Regions from separate parts of the Mus musculus genome. Here region 2 is linked to region 1. A link is a contact called in public Hi-C data. All regions are on one chromosome and are shown on one strand. The core of a region is the stretch at or near the end of the contact, and the rest is flanking DNA. Distances in the headings are between cores, read along the strand shown. Region 1 has its middle 13 kb from the start of A530001N23Rik. Region 2 overlaps Dapk1 (death associated protein kinase 1).

Evidence for each region. Hi-C and Micro-C count contacts between places; a contact is called where the count stands out from the background.
Region 2: a contact with region 1 is called in a Hi-C map of cortical neurons, with 2.1 times the contacts expected there. The contact joins two enhancer-like sites. A contact is called at or near these places in 7 of 39 promoter capture datasets (cranial neural crest, embryonic stem cells, hippocampal neurons and 3 more), 5 of 484 Hi-C or Micro-C datasets (bone marrow-derived macrophages, cerebral cortex, cortical neurons and 2 more), 7 of 115 datasets of contacts at active chromatin or transcription factors (T-cell acute lymphoblastic leukemia, embryonic basal ganglia, embryonic stem cells and 2 more) and 1 of 9 other capture datasets (embryonic stem cells).

Annotation. Positions count from the first base shown.
Region 1 is chr13:60,518,960-60,525,026 of GRCm38.p6, forward strand. No RefSeq gene overlaps it. Among named protein-coding and RNA genes, the nearest start is that of A530001N23Rik, 13 kb to the left of the region's middle. Within about 2 kb of position 4,147, at least 24 of the 459 cell types and tissues checked have an H3K27ac peak or open chromatin away from gene starts, as enhancers often do. A contact at or near this core is called in cerebral cortex and cortical neurons, where this site is marked.
Region 2 is chr13:60,736,805-60,742,251 of GRCm38.p6, forward strand. Dapk1 (death associated protein kinase 1) reads left to right here. Exons shown (of 26, transcript NM_029653.3): 19 at 3,251-3,328. Among named protein-coding and RNA genes, the nearest start is that of BC051665, 47 kb to the right of the region's middle. Within about 2 kb of position 1,262, at least 245 of the 459 cell types and tissues checked have an H3K27ac peak or open chromatin away from gene starts, as enhancers often do. A contact at or near this core is called in cerebral cortex and cortical neurons, where this site is marked.

The DNA.
Region 1 (6,067 bases), core at 2,897-5,396:
CAACCCAGAAGTAGCTCCACCCACACTGGGCTTCTAGGTATATCCTATGGAGGATCTTATGGAGGCATTTCCTTAACTGAGGTTCCTTCCTCTCTAATGACTCTATTTTGTGTCAAGGTGACATAAAACCAGCCATTACAGATATATAGAAATCTATAGGATGTATGGAAATTACAGAGATTAAAGATGGATACCTCAAAATTGTATTTAACTGATTAAAGCTCAAAGCAATCTTAGCATCAACCAATAGATACATTTTATGGCAAAGTATGGGAATTTCATAAACCAGAATGCTAGGTGGTAGCAGAGTCTTTCAGGGCAACATTACTGACACAAAGAAAGAGATTTCGGGGAAACACCAAATAAAAAAACAGTCTGAAAACTAATTCCAAATACAACTGCTTGCTTTTATTTGTCTTTGTGGATATTAACCCATAGTGCTTTTATACTGAGGCTTTTGAATAGCAGCTATAAGTTCTGCTAACATGTGACTTTAATCTCAGACATATTCCCCGCTGAGCACCCTCAGAGGACTGCCTCTCGAGGGTAAGGAAGAGTAATTCTCACATATTTATTCTTAGTGTTGGTTTGGAGTTTGTGGGGTTTTCTTACTGCTGTTTGGTCTGTTTTGATTGGTTCTTTGCGTATTTGGTTCTTGTCCTGGGGGCTGAACCTAGGTCTTGGGCTGACTGAGCAAGCACCCCCTATAAGCTACATCCCAGGCATAATCTATCCATGTGTGAGCTTGTGCTTTTCAAAAAGTCTTAAAGCAATTCGGAAAAGGCAGTTTTAAAGGAATGTGATCCTCCCAAGATCAAGAATTCTTAAAACAATCCAGAAAAGGCATTTTTAAAGGAATCTGATCCTCCCAAGATCTGACAGTGAGATGGCATAAGGGACTACAACGGGGCTTATCCAGATTTCTCCACAGATTGGATTTCCTCTGGCTGCTCTGACTTAAAAGACAAAATACAGATACTCAGAGCTTCTTTTCTTTGCATATTGAAAAGCTCTGAGGAGATTTCAAAGGAGGGTGCAGAGAGCTGGTGTCTGCTTGCTGTCTTCGTTCTAACTATTTCCTAAATAAGTTCCTACATGAGCAACTTCATGCCAAGGCAGTGGAATACAGGAAGTTAAGCTGTCCGAACTCACAAATGTGGCAAAGCACCAGGCTCTACAGTGCAGCAAGATGCTCTGTGCTTAAGGAAGGATAAGCCAACATCCTGCATGAGGTTACTATGGAGGGAGGGGCAGGCAAACAAGCCAGACCTTCACCCTAAACTCTCAGACCCTGGTCTGATTATGTTCCCTGGATTCTGTAGCAAACATGTCTTAGATTGCACTGACTTCCAGTAATATCTACCATGACCTTCCCTTCCCCCTCCCTCCCTCCTTCCTCCTCCCCTCTCCCCTTCTCTCCCTTCCTATGTCTGCAGAACAAATTTGATGTTGGGTTATGCTACATTTCTGATGGTGTTGCCTAGTGAGTGCCCTGGTCCCATCTTTTCCCTGTGAAAAGTTTTTCAGGCCAGGAGTAATGGCACATGCCTTCAATCCCATCACTCAGGGAGGCAGATGAGTCCAGCCTCTGTGGTTTACATAGAGTGTTCCAGGACAGCTAGGGCTACAAAGAGAGAGAGATCCTGTGTCACAAGAAAAGGGAGTAGGGGACATCACAGTGCTCATGCATTTACCCTCAAAGCAAGGTTTAATTGTGTGTGTGTGTGTGTGTGTGTGTGTGTGTGTGTGTGTGTTTGAGGATTTGTAAGAACCATGATTAAACAATCAAAAGAATTAGTAAATAAAGAAGCTAATTTTAAATTGCTTAATACTGTGTTCATGTTGAACACTAAGCATGTGCTGTCAGCTAAAAATGAACCCATTAACACTGTATTTTTAAGGCAGGCATGGTGGCACACACCTTTAATCCCTGCACTTGGGAGACAGAAGCCAATGAATCTCTGTGGGTTTGAGGCCAGCCTGGTCTAACTGTGAGTTCCAGGACAGCCAGTGCTATATAGTGAGATCTTGTCTCGAAACAAGCACATGGACAAACAGACTATTTTATAAAACTATGAATTATTTTGTTCTCTCTTTCCCTATTCTCGACTGACTCCAACCCATGACCCAGAATGAAACTATCAAAATCTTCTAGAAGTCACTAATAAGCCTCCAGAAGGTCTTCCATTAACTTGTCAGTTGTTCCCAATGTCCTCCAAACAAAGCCCAATGCCTCCACATGACTGTTACCAAATTATCTGGCCTCCTGTCTACCTCCTCAGCTACAATGTATGTCGTCGACCCTTCATATCCTGGGACACTTAGCTGCTTATCCAAATGCTCTAGCAATTCCTGCTTCAACGTTAACAGCTTCAGAACCAGCCAGTGCTAGGTCTAATGAGATGGCTCTGTAGTTAAGACCACTGGGTATTCTGGCAAGGGCCCAGGTTCAATTCCCACCAATGAGGTGGCTCACAACCATTTGTAATGGCAGTCCCAGGAGATCTGATGCCCTCTTCTGGCCTCTGCCTATACCTCACACACATGGTACACAGACAAACATTCAGGCAAAACACTCTTACACATAAAAATAAATTCAGAAAGAAAAAAAAATTCAGTGTTTACCACCTGTCTATTATGCTCCACCTGTCTCTGTTCCCAGGCATATGGGTTCCCTATGGTATGAGGTTTATAGTCTGTCTCTCCCATCCCCCACCACACCACACACACTATCTGTATACTTAGAAGTAAAGTGCTACAGGGTTCACAGTTGAAGCCACATGAGTCCTAGAGACACCCTGTGCAAGAGAGTTATGTAGGAAAGCTGTCTTGTCCTCCCTGAAACCTGGGAGAGCTTGCTCACTATGGCAGGATGTTCTCCAGTGACCCAGGGTCTGCACAAGTGTACCACAACCACGGGTCACCTTGCTGACACTTCCTCACTGAATTCCTGTGGTAGAAATCTCTGGGATCCATTTTCTTTCACAGAAGGGTTCATATGTCACTGAATTCACTCAGCATAGTCCATTAAAATGTCTCAGCTACGGCACTTTATCCTATCCTAAACCTCAGAAAAGCTTCATAGGGGCTAAGCTTTCCTCCCCACCCCACCCCCTGCCCCACTACACCCCCAATGCTAGCATGGCATGTGCATCAAACACATCCTAAGCCAATATTTGAGACTGAATAAACAAAAAAGGGACTGAGTTTTAGCCATTGTAGTTGCCAATATGATTTTCTTATTTGTGTTTCTTTTATTATTTAATTTTATGTATTTGAGTATTTTGCTTATATACATGTTTGTGCGTTGTGTCTTCCTGGTGTCCTCAGAGGCCAGGAGAGGACGTTGAGCTCACTGGAACTGGGGTACAGACAGTTGTGGACCACCGTGTGGGCACTGGGAATCAAGACCCAGGTCCCCCGGAAGACCAGCCAGTGCTCTTAACTGTTGGGCCATCTCTCCAGCCTGATTGTCCTTTTTTTTAAGAGACGAGGCTTTCTTTAAGGGAAATTTGAGAAACTCCATATGCAAATGAACCAGTAGATAAACCATACGTAAAAATACCATTCACAGCAGAACAATCCACCATCTAAAAAAAAAAAAAAAAAAAAAAAAAAAAAAAGTTGAAAACTATGTCAATCAACTTACCAGGAAGTCAAATCACGATCTCTAGCAATCAGCTGAAGCCCAACAACCTTATGATAATTGGTACCAAATATCTAGACTTGAATAGCAGCTCACAGTTTCTCTATTTTTGTTCCCAATTCTGATTGAGAACCCAAGAAAGCCATGTGTACCCCAGATCCCATACAGGATGTCAGCTAATTCACCCCCCCCCCCCCTGCCAGCAGGAGCCTCTGATGAGACCTCTCCAGAAGCAAGCCTGTTCTATTTATTGCTTTTCTATTTCTCTGTCTGCCTTTCGGTCTCTGCCAAAATGCAAGTGATAGTGGCCAACTCCCTTGTCGCAAGATGTGAACAAAGAGGAGCAGATGCAGTCTAGTAGCTTCTGGATGACAGAGCAGCTTCACCAGGGAAGTTGTTCAGGATGTAAAGTCTCACATTCTAATCCAGAGTTGCTGATACAGAAATCCCAGGGCTCTGTCCAGACGTGCAACAATGTTGCAACCAGGTCTGAGTTACTTTGTATCCCACAGGCATTTTTATCTTTGGGGATGGATTCTTAAATGGAACCGGACCGTCCTTTCCCTACAAGTAGGTTCTTCCAATCTGTTATTTCCCCCAGTTACTGCTACCAAGCGCCAGACAAGTCCCAGTTGAACAGTAGGGAAGACACGTGCCCTCCTCTGGGATCCATGCCTTTTGCATAACACAACCACCCTCTCTGAAACACACTGCTTTCCTCCCTTCCCTGTGCCACCTGGTGTTATGATCTGTTAGAAGACAAACACCAGTTTTGGCTGTACCACGTAACTAACTGTTCCTAAGAACCAGCCAAATTATCCCTGTGACACAGCTTCATTACTGAAGGCTGCTCTGAAATTTCCAAGCAGTGGTTTAATGTGTGACACATTCATGTCCCCACCGGGAATCTTATTCTATAGAAACCAGAGATTCCAAACACAGAGTCGTGATAGAAGTTTCTTGTGCCTCCTGACTTTCCTTGGACTCAAATGTGTAATTTTCAGCACTTTGGTTGAAATTATCTGTATACGCCATGCATGGTGGTACAAAGTCTTTAGTCCCAGCTACTGGAAGGCAGAGGTAAAGAGATATCTTCCAGTCTGAGGCCAGTCTGGTCTGCATAGTGAGTTCTAGGATAGCCAGGGCTACATAATGAGGGCTTGTCTCAAAAAGGGAAAGAGAGAGAGAGACAGACAGACAGACAGACAGAGACAGACAGAGAGACAGAGAGAGAGAGAGAGAGAGAGAGAGAGAAGTTTACTGTGTAAAAGAACTCAGCAGTCTGAAACTCAGTAGGCTAGGAGATGGGGGAGTACTTCTATAGGGAACATCTAACCTCTGCATTAAAACTCCACTGTCTAAAAGATCCACTAAATAAATGACTTTTTCCAGAAGCATCTCAGTAGTTTCAAGTTCCATGTCACTTGGGACCAGGAGCAGATGTATCAACTGAGCACTCTTAAGTCTTATATGATCTCAGGATCCCAGTTTATTAACTTTTTTAAAAATGAAAAGCTAGGTACAGATACAAGGAATAAAAGACAGTAGAACATAAAACTTGGAACACTGAGAAATATTGCTAGCATCCTCATAAGCTTCAAGGAGGTTAATGTAAAAAGAAATGAAAGGCAAAAGCAAATGTGGGGACATCCATGAGATATTGCGGTAACATTGCCAATGGTAGCGTTAGCTGTGGGGTGTGTGGCAAAGGTGCTGTAACAGGGAAAACAAGACCAGACATTTTTCCTCATGCCTGGTTGATAGGACTTTTAAATTGACTGTATAAAAGGTTCTTTAAGCATCCCACTCTTTACATATGATGTCATAAAAAGTGTTCAGATGGTGATCACATTTAGGAAATTTTCTTTACGTGAGTTTACGGTTTTAAAGCTCCATTACACTGGCTCAAGGTTATGTGGCTTTTAACGATGGACCTTCTTTAGAAAATATGACAGCATCTCACCAAATGGTGCTGAACAAACTGGACAGTTGCATGTAGAAGAGTGCAAATAGATCCACATCTACCTCACTGCCTAATACTCAACTGCGAAAGGATCAAAGACCTCAACATAAAGCCAGACACTCTGGACCTGATGAATGAGAAAGTTGGGGAAAAGCCTTGGACTCACTGGCAAAGGGAAAGACTTTCTTGAAGAGAACCCTGCTAGCACAGACAATAAGATCAACCTTAATAAATGAGGCCTTATGAAACTGAAAAACCTCTCCACAGCAAAGGACACTTTCATTCAAAGTGACAGCCTGTAGGGTAGGAAAAGATTTTTGCCAACTCCACATGTGTTAGAGGACTAATATGCAAAATATATAAGGGATTTTTTTCTAAAACTAGATATTAAGAAAAAAGAAATAACTCAAATTTAAAAATGAGGTACAGATCTAAACAGAGAATTCAAGAGAGAAAAT
Region 2 (5,447 bases), core at 12-2,511, 210 kb after region 1:
GGATTGAAAATTATTTCTAAGTAAGACATAGTCCATTCCTCTGGCTTCTCATTTCAGGCTTAGCGCTGCCCTTCCCCCTTCCCCCACTCCTCAGAAGAAACCGTTTGCTTCATATTTCATAAAATAAACACCATAGATAAGAGTTTGGCCAACAAGGTGAAGTGGCAGTTCAGTTGTAGCCATGAACTATTGCTTGATATGTTGCTGGGCCTAAGGTGGGTTAATTACTTGTGTGTGTGTGTGGTCTTGACATTCGAAGATCTGAACTTTATCGACAGTCTTGAAGGAGAGCACATGGTGTTTGATGTTGCACCTTACCTAAGGCTCTGAGGTTCTTGGAGATCTTCAAAGTCTTAACCGAGCTGGCCCTTAGAGCTCCATCTAGCCTGCCATTTGTTTTGGTAAATGAAATTTCGCTGAGGCACAGCTATGCTCATCCATTTATATAGCATTGTCTTTGGCTATCCATGCTGCTGAGGCCCAGATGCCTGGCATGGTCCTCCAGAGTGTGTGTGTGTGTGTGTGTGTGTCCCTGTCTGTGTGTAGGTCTTTGCAGTACCGTTAACTCTCAAGATGTAACGGGCCTGTTCTGTGCAGTACTGGTCTCTGCAGGCACAGATATGAGCAGTGTGTGCAGGGAATGCACACATTTCTCAGGATGCTTATTTACCCCTGCCACACAGGACATTTTAGGCCTGAGGTGCCTTCATTAACCTTTACCCACAGGTTAGCTATCCTGCAGTAACACATCACATGCATTTTTATATTTATTATATATTATATATCTATTGTATAATATGTGTGTATATATATCAGATGATGCCTTGTGGGAAAATAAAAACCAGGGTGACTCTGAAGATGCTATCAGCTGTTGGATCCAGATGTGTGTGCAGTCTCTGGTCCCTTTGTGTTGCTCTGTGAGCCCATGCCCCTCCCACCCCCACCCCCCACTCTTTCCCGCAGTGGCTGTCTTCTCTGCTCCCGCCACACCCTGCTTATACTGCCTTCCCGTCTCCCACCTCTTTCAGCTTCTAGAGAGACTCATGAGTGTTTCCTGTCTGTGCTTAGCCTTGTCATTTACTCAGATAGATGCCCCACACAGAGAAACTTCTAGAAAATGAGAGAGGGGCACTGATCAAAGAGTCTTGACCATCAGTAGGCAGGGGGTGGAGCAAGAGTGATGTCAGATAAGGGTGGGGACTGGGAGGTGGGTGAAGCTGACTTCTCTGCTGCCTCAGCTGAGCAGTCAGGAAATGGGCGTGGCTCGTGCAGTCTGGCAGCTGAGTAGTCAGGAAGTGGGCGTGGCTCGTGAAAAGCATTAGGTTAGGAGGCCTGAGCTTGGTGACCACCCACTCTTGTACAGATTACAGGGATCATGCTAGAAGCAGAACTGAGAGGCTCCCATCAGTAAGCAAGCCTGGTAGGCATCTGGCCTCCTAGCAGGGGAAGCAAGCATCCTCCTCTTTCAGCAGTGATGACTTTTTGTGAGGAGTGGGATAACCGTGGACCGGGGACATCACTTAGAGACAAAGGCCAAAGCATGTCTGTCCTTCTGAATTTTCTAGCAGTCGCATTAAAGAAGCAGCAGACGAAACGGCTTTCAGCAATGCGTGTGAAATCTCATTTCAACAGGAGGAATTTGAGAATATTAATATTTCTCATATTCTCTTATCGGTACGGAGTTTTTAGTGCCTTGTACGTTCTGTACTGACAGCCGTCTTTTCAGAATCACATTTCAGACCCGTCCCTGCGGATGCTGCCCTGTGGGACAGCCAGCCAGAGCCGTAACTTTTTTCTGGCTTCTGAGATGACTGTACAGATAGCATGTGGCACCACAGCACCCCCTAGTGTCACCTTTATATTCTGAGCGCTCCTGGCTTCTCCTCTACCACCAACTCTGCAGAGACTCTAGTCACCTTTTAGGAGCTGCTTTTTTTATTCTGCACCTCTTCCTCAATGCCTTAAAGGCACCCCATGAAGCCATGAGACGGTTTGATGGGAACTCTTAGTTGGAGGTACAGTGTCTAGTAAGGAACTCAGTTCGGTCCAGAGCAAAGGAGAAGTTCTAGCTTGCCTGTTGGATCCATCTCAGGACTTTAGGATACATAATAAGAATGGGGTGGAACACACACCTGAGCCAGAGTTTCAGCCTGGAGAGAGCATTCATTCACAGCTTGGCAATTTTGTCCCCAGAAGACACGTGGACTTATCTGGAGACGTGGTTGATTTTTAAGCTGGAGGTTGAGGAATATCACCAGTGCCTTGGTAGACCACAGAGGTGTTATTCACATTGTATAAGGCTGATAATGGCTTTCCACAGCAGAGAATGACATAGTCCAGCAGGGCCAAGATTAAGATTTGCTGGTCCAGAGAGGCCCCATATGTATCTCAAGAGCAACTTGAGTGGAGGAACTGGGAGGTTGGCAGGTAGACAAGATGTCCCAACTCTTCATGGGATGACTTATTACAAATGCAGATAATGAGACCATAGACTTTTTTTCTTCTCTTAAAAAGGTGTCTTCATTTTTTTTGAAGATTGAATTTTAGGGCTGTATAATACTTTAGCTGAACAGTGGTATCTATCTCCCTTAGTGTAGAGGGGACATAGCCACAGCTCCTGTCCCCACAAGGGACTGTGATATCATGCAGTTCATGTGATCCGCTGCGAACTTGATCAGGCTTGGACCGGAACGTTCTCAGGAGATGTGCATGTTCATGGTATAGACATAAGAGTAGGTCCCTTCATATGAAACCACAGCTCCATGAAAAGTCTCTAATCAAACAGTAAATGTCACAGTGCTGTGGGCCCTTAGGTCTCTGCTTTGTGTTTTTTCAGCCACCTTAAATCAACCTGTGCTAGACTAAGCGTCCTTTGGAAGGTACAGTAGTTACCAGCCACGGTGTAGAGCGAGGACCAGGTTTGTATGTGTGAGAACTGAAAGAGTAGACTGCTGCCATAGAGACAGAAGTTCCATCGGGGATGGGATAGTCAGAGGAGAATGAGTAAGCTCTGAGTCTATGCACTCAGCATCTTTCTGTTGACACCTCAGGACACTACTGCATTTCTTGCTCTGTCATTTTTCCTTCCTGAGCCACCAAATAAAATAAGGTTTCCTTAGATGAGAAAACAGGCCAGGACTTAGAGTTTGTCCAACTTTCTTTTGACCCTGCTGTGCCTCCCATTTCTTCGCTGAACTAGCATGTTGAGGTCCCGTGCAGCTCTGTGACACTGATCATCTGTTTCCTACAGGATGGAAAGACGGCCGAGGACCTCGCCAAGGCAGAACAGCACGAGCATGTGGCAGGGCTCCTGGCAAGACTGCGGAAGGTGAGCCTTCACCGGAGGTCCTCAGATTGTTCTTATGTGAGAAGTTCTTGGTGTTTTCCTTACTAGAAGGAGACATTGGACGTAGGTTTAGGAAGATCATCTTTCCTTGTCCTGTCAGTTGGCACACACACATAAATGTCTAAGGGGTTTCTTCTACAGTTGTTGTAAAGACAAATTTTCGGGCTGGAGGGATGGGCTCAGTGGTTACGTGCAATGGTTGCTCTTGCAGAGAACCAGGGTTCAATTCCTAGCACCTACACGGTAGCTCATTTGTAAGCCCTGTATTTACAAGATACCCAGCACCCCCTGCTGGCCTCTTCGAGCACCAGGCATGCAGGCCATGCATGGACAGACACACAAACTAGTTTGATGCTCTTCCCACCGCTGTGCTGGTTTTGTTTACCCAGCCCTCTCTGTGCCACCACCCCCACAGCGGATGGGGAAGAACACTAGTGGTGTCCCTTCTCCTATTTTGTTTTGAGTTTTCAGGTATCAGTTAATCTCCTGTTTATCAAATCACAGCACTGTAGAGTTTATAAAAACAGAAAAATAAGTAAACACAGGTGAACGATTTACAACCCACATGATATATCAAGAGACTAAAAAAAAAAACCCAAACCATTTTGGCTAAGGTATCTATCTGTTTGTTAACACACAAAGATGTTCACTGAAGTTCTATTTAAAATGTAGTAGCAAAAGTTAGACAGTCGGGTTACCAATATTTATGTGTAGGGAGTTGTCATAGAAAACGGGTATTGTTTGGCTTTTAGAAATACTTACAAAGAGATAGTAAGTACATGAGTTTCTAGGCTGAAGCAGAAGGATACATTTTAACCCTTACCCTGGATCTGGGGATGTAGCTCAGTTGGTAGAGAGCGAGCTTATGGAGTATTCAGGGAGACTTGACTTACATTCGTAGCATGGAGAGGTGCTGCTTGCTGGTTTTTTCCCTGTGGCTTGCTCAGCCTGCTTTCTTATAAAACCCCAGACTACCTGCTCAGGGGCAGCATAGAGGGCTGGACTCTCCCAAATGGATGGAGAAAATGCCTCACATGTCAGTTTAATGGAGGCAATTCCTCAATCGAGGGTCCCTCTTCTGAGGTGACTATAATTTATATAAAGTTAACAAGAACTAATAAGCCTAGGTAGCCTGGATGCCCCATAAAACTCTTGCTGGATGAACTGGCCCATTGCTCATCAGCTCTGTGCCTTAGCATCTGCATCCGACCCATGGGACGAGGTGCCAGCTCAGAGAATGGTAATGAGCCCCGAAAGACGTCTTGAGAACAGCACCTGTACACACTGAGCACCGAGTGGCTTCCTTTGTGCTTGGCACAGCACCCTGAAGAGCATTTTTAGAATGGACCATTGCAAATGCGGTGGGGGCCCTGAACTTCTGTGACTGGCACTGACATTTTACATCCCCAGGGTTCACAGGGGAGGATGTTCCTACCAGAACACCAATCCTCAAAGAGATTGAGAGGAGTTAGTGCAAATCCCATATCACGAGATCTCTACATCCTTGGTCTTTCTGTGGGCACGGGGACTTTGTGGTGTTTATTTCCAGCCAGCCAGCCTGGGGACATCTCAGTGAGCCTGCGCTGAGCCACCCTGCCTAGTCACAGATCACAGTGTGCTGAGCTGGGGCTTCTGTTCCATCAGGCAGGATTTTATAAATGTCTTGTTCAACAGGACACACTTACCTTCATTGTCGTCCACGTGACTCTAGGCCTCAGCCTTCTGGTGGGAGGCAGAGCTCTGCTGATCCATTCTTTCCTTCAGATCTCTCAGATTTAAAAAAACTAAGTCCTGAACTGCGATAACTCATCAGCGCTGGAAGCACCCGATAGATAGAAGATTTGCTTTCGGAAGTCAAAGCAACGGCACTGGGGAGTGAGGACAGAAGCCACCAGTGTCTGCAGAGAGAGAAAGGCCAGGCATATGTTTACGGTTATCAATTCAGTCTCCAGGAGGACAGACTGTTCAAAAAGAGCACAGTTCAGGGAAGAGGGGAGGCTGCAGTGTCCGCTGTGGCCATGCTCCTCAGTAGTCTTCACCAGGGTGCTCCTGCCATTCATTGCAGGTGGGCGGTACATCCTGTCTTTGCAGAATACTTCTG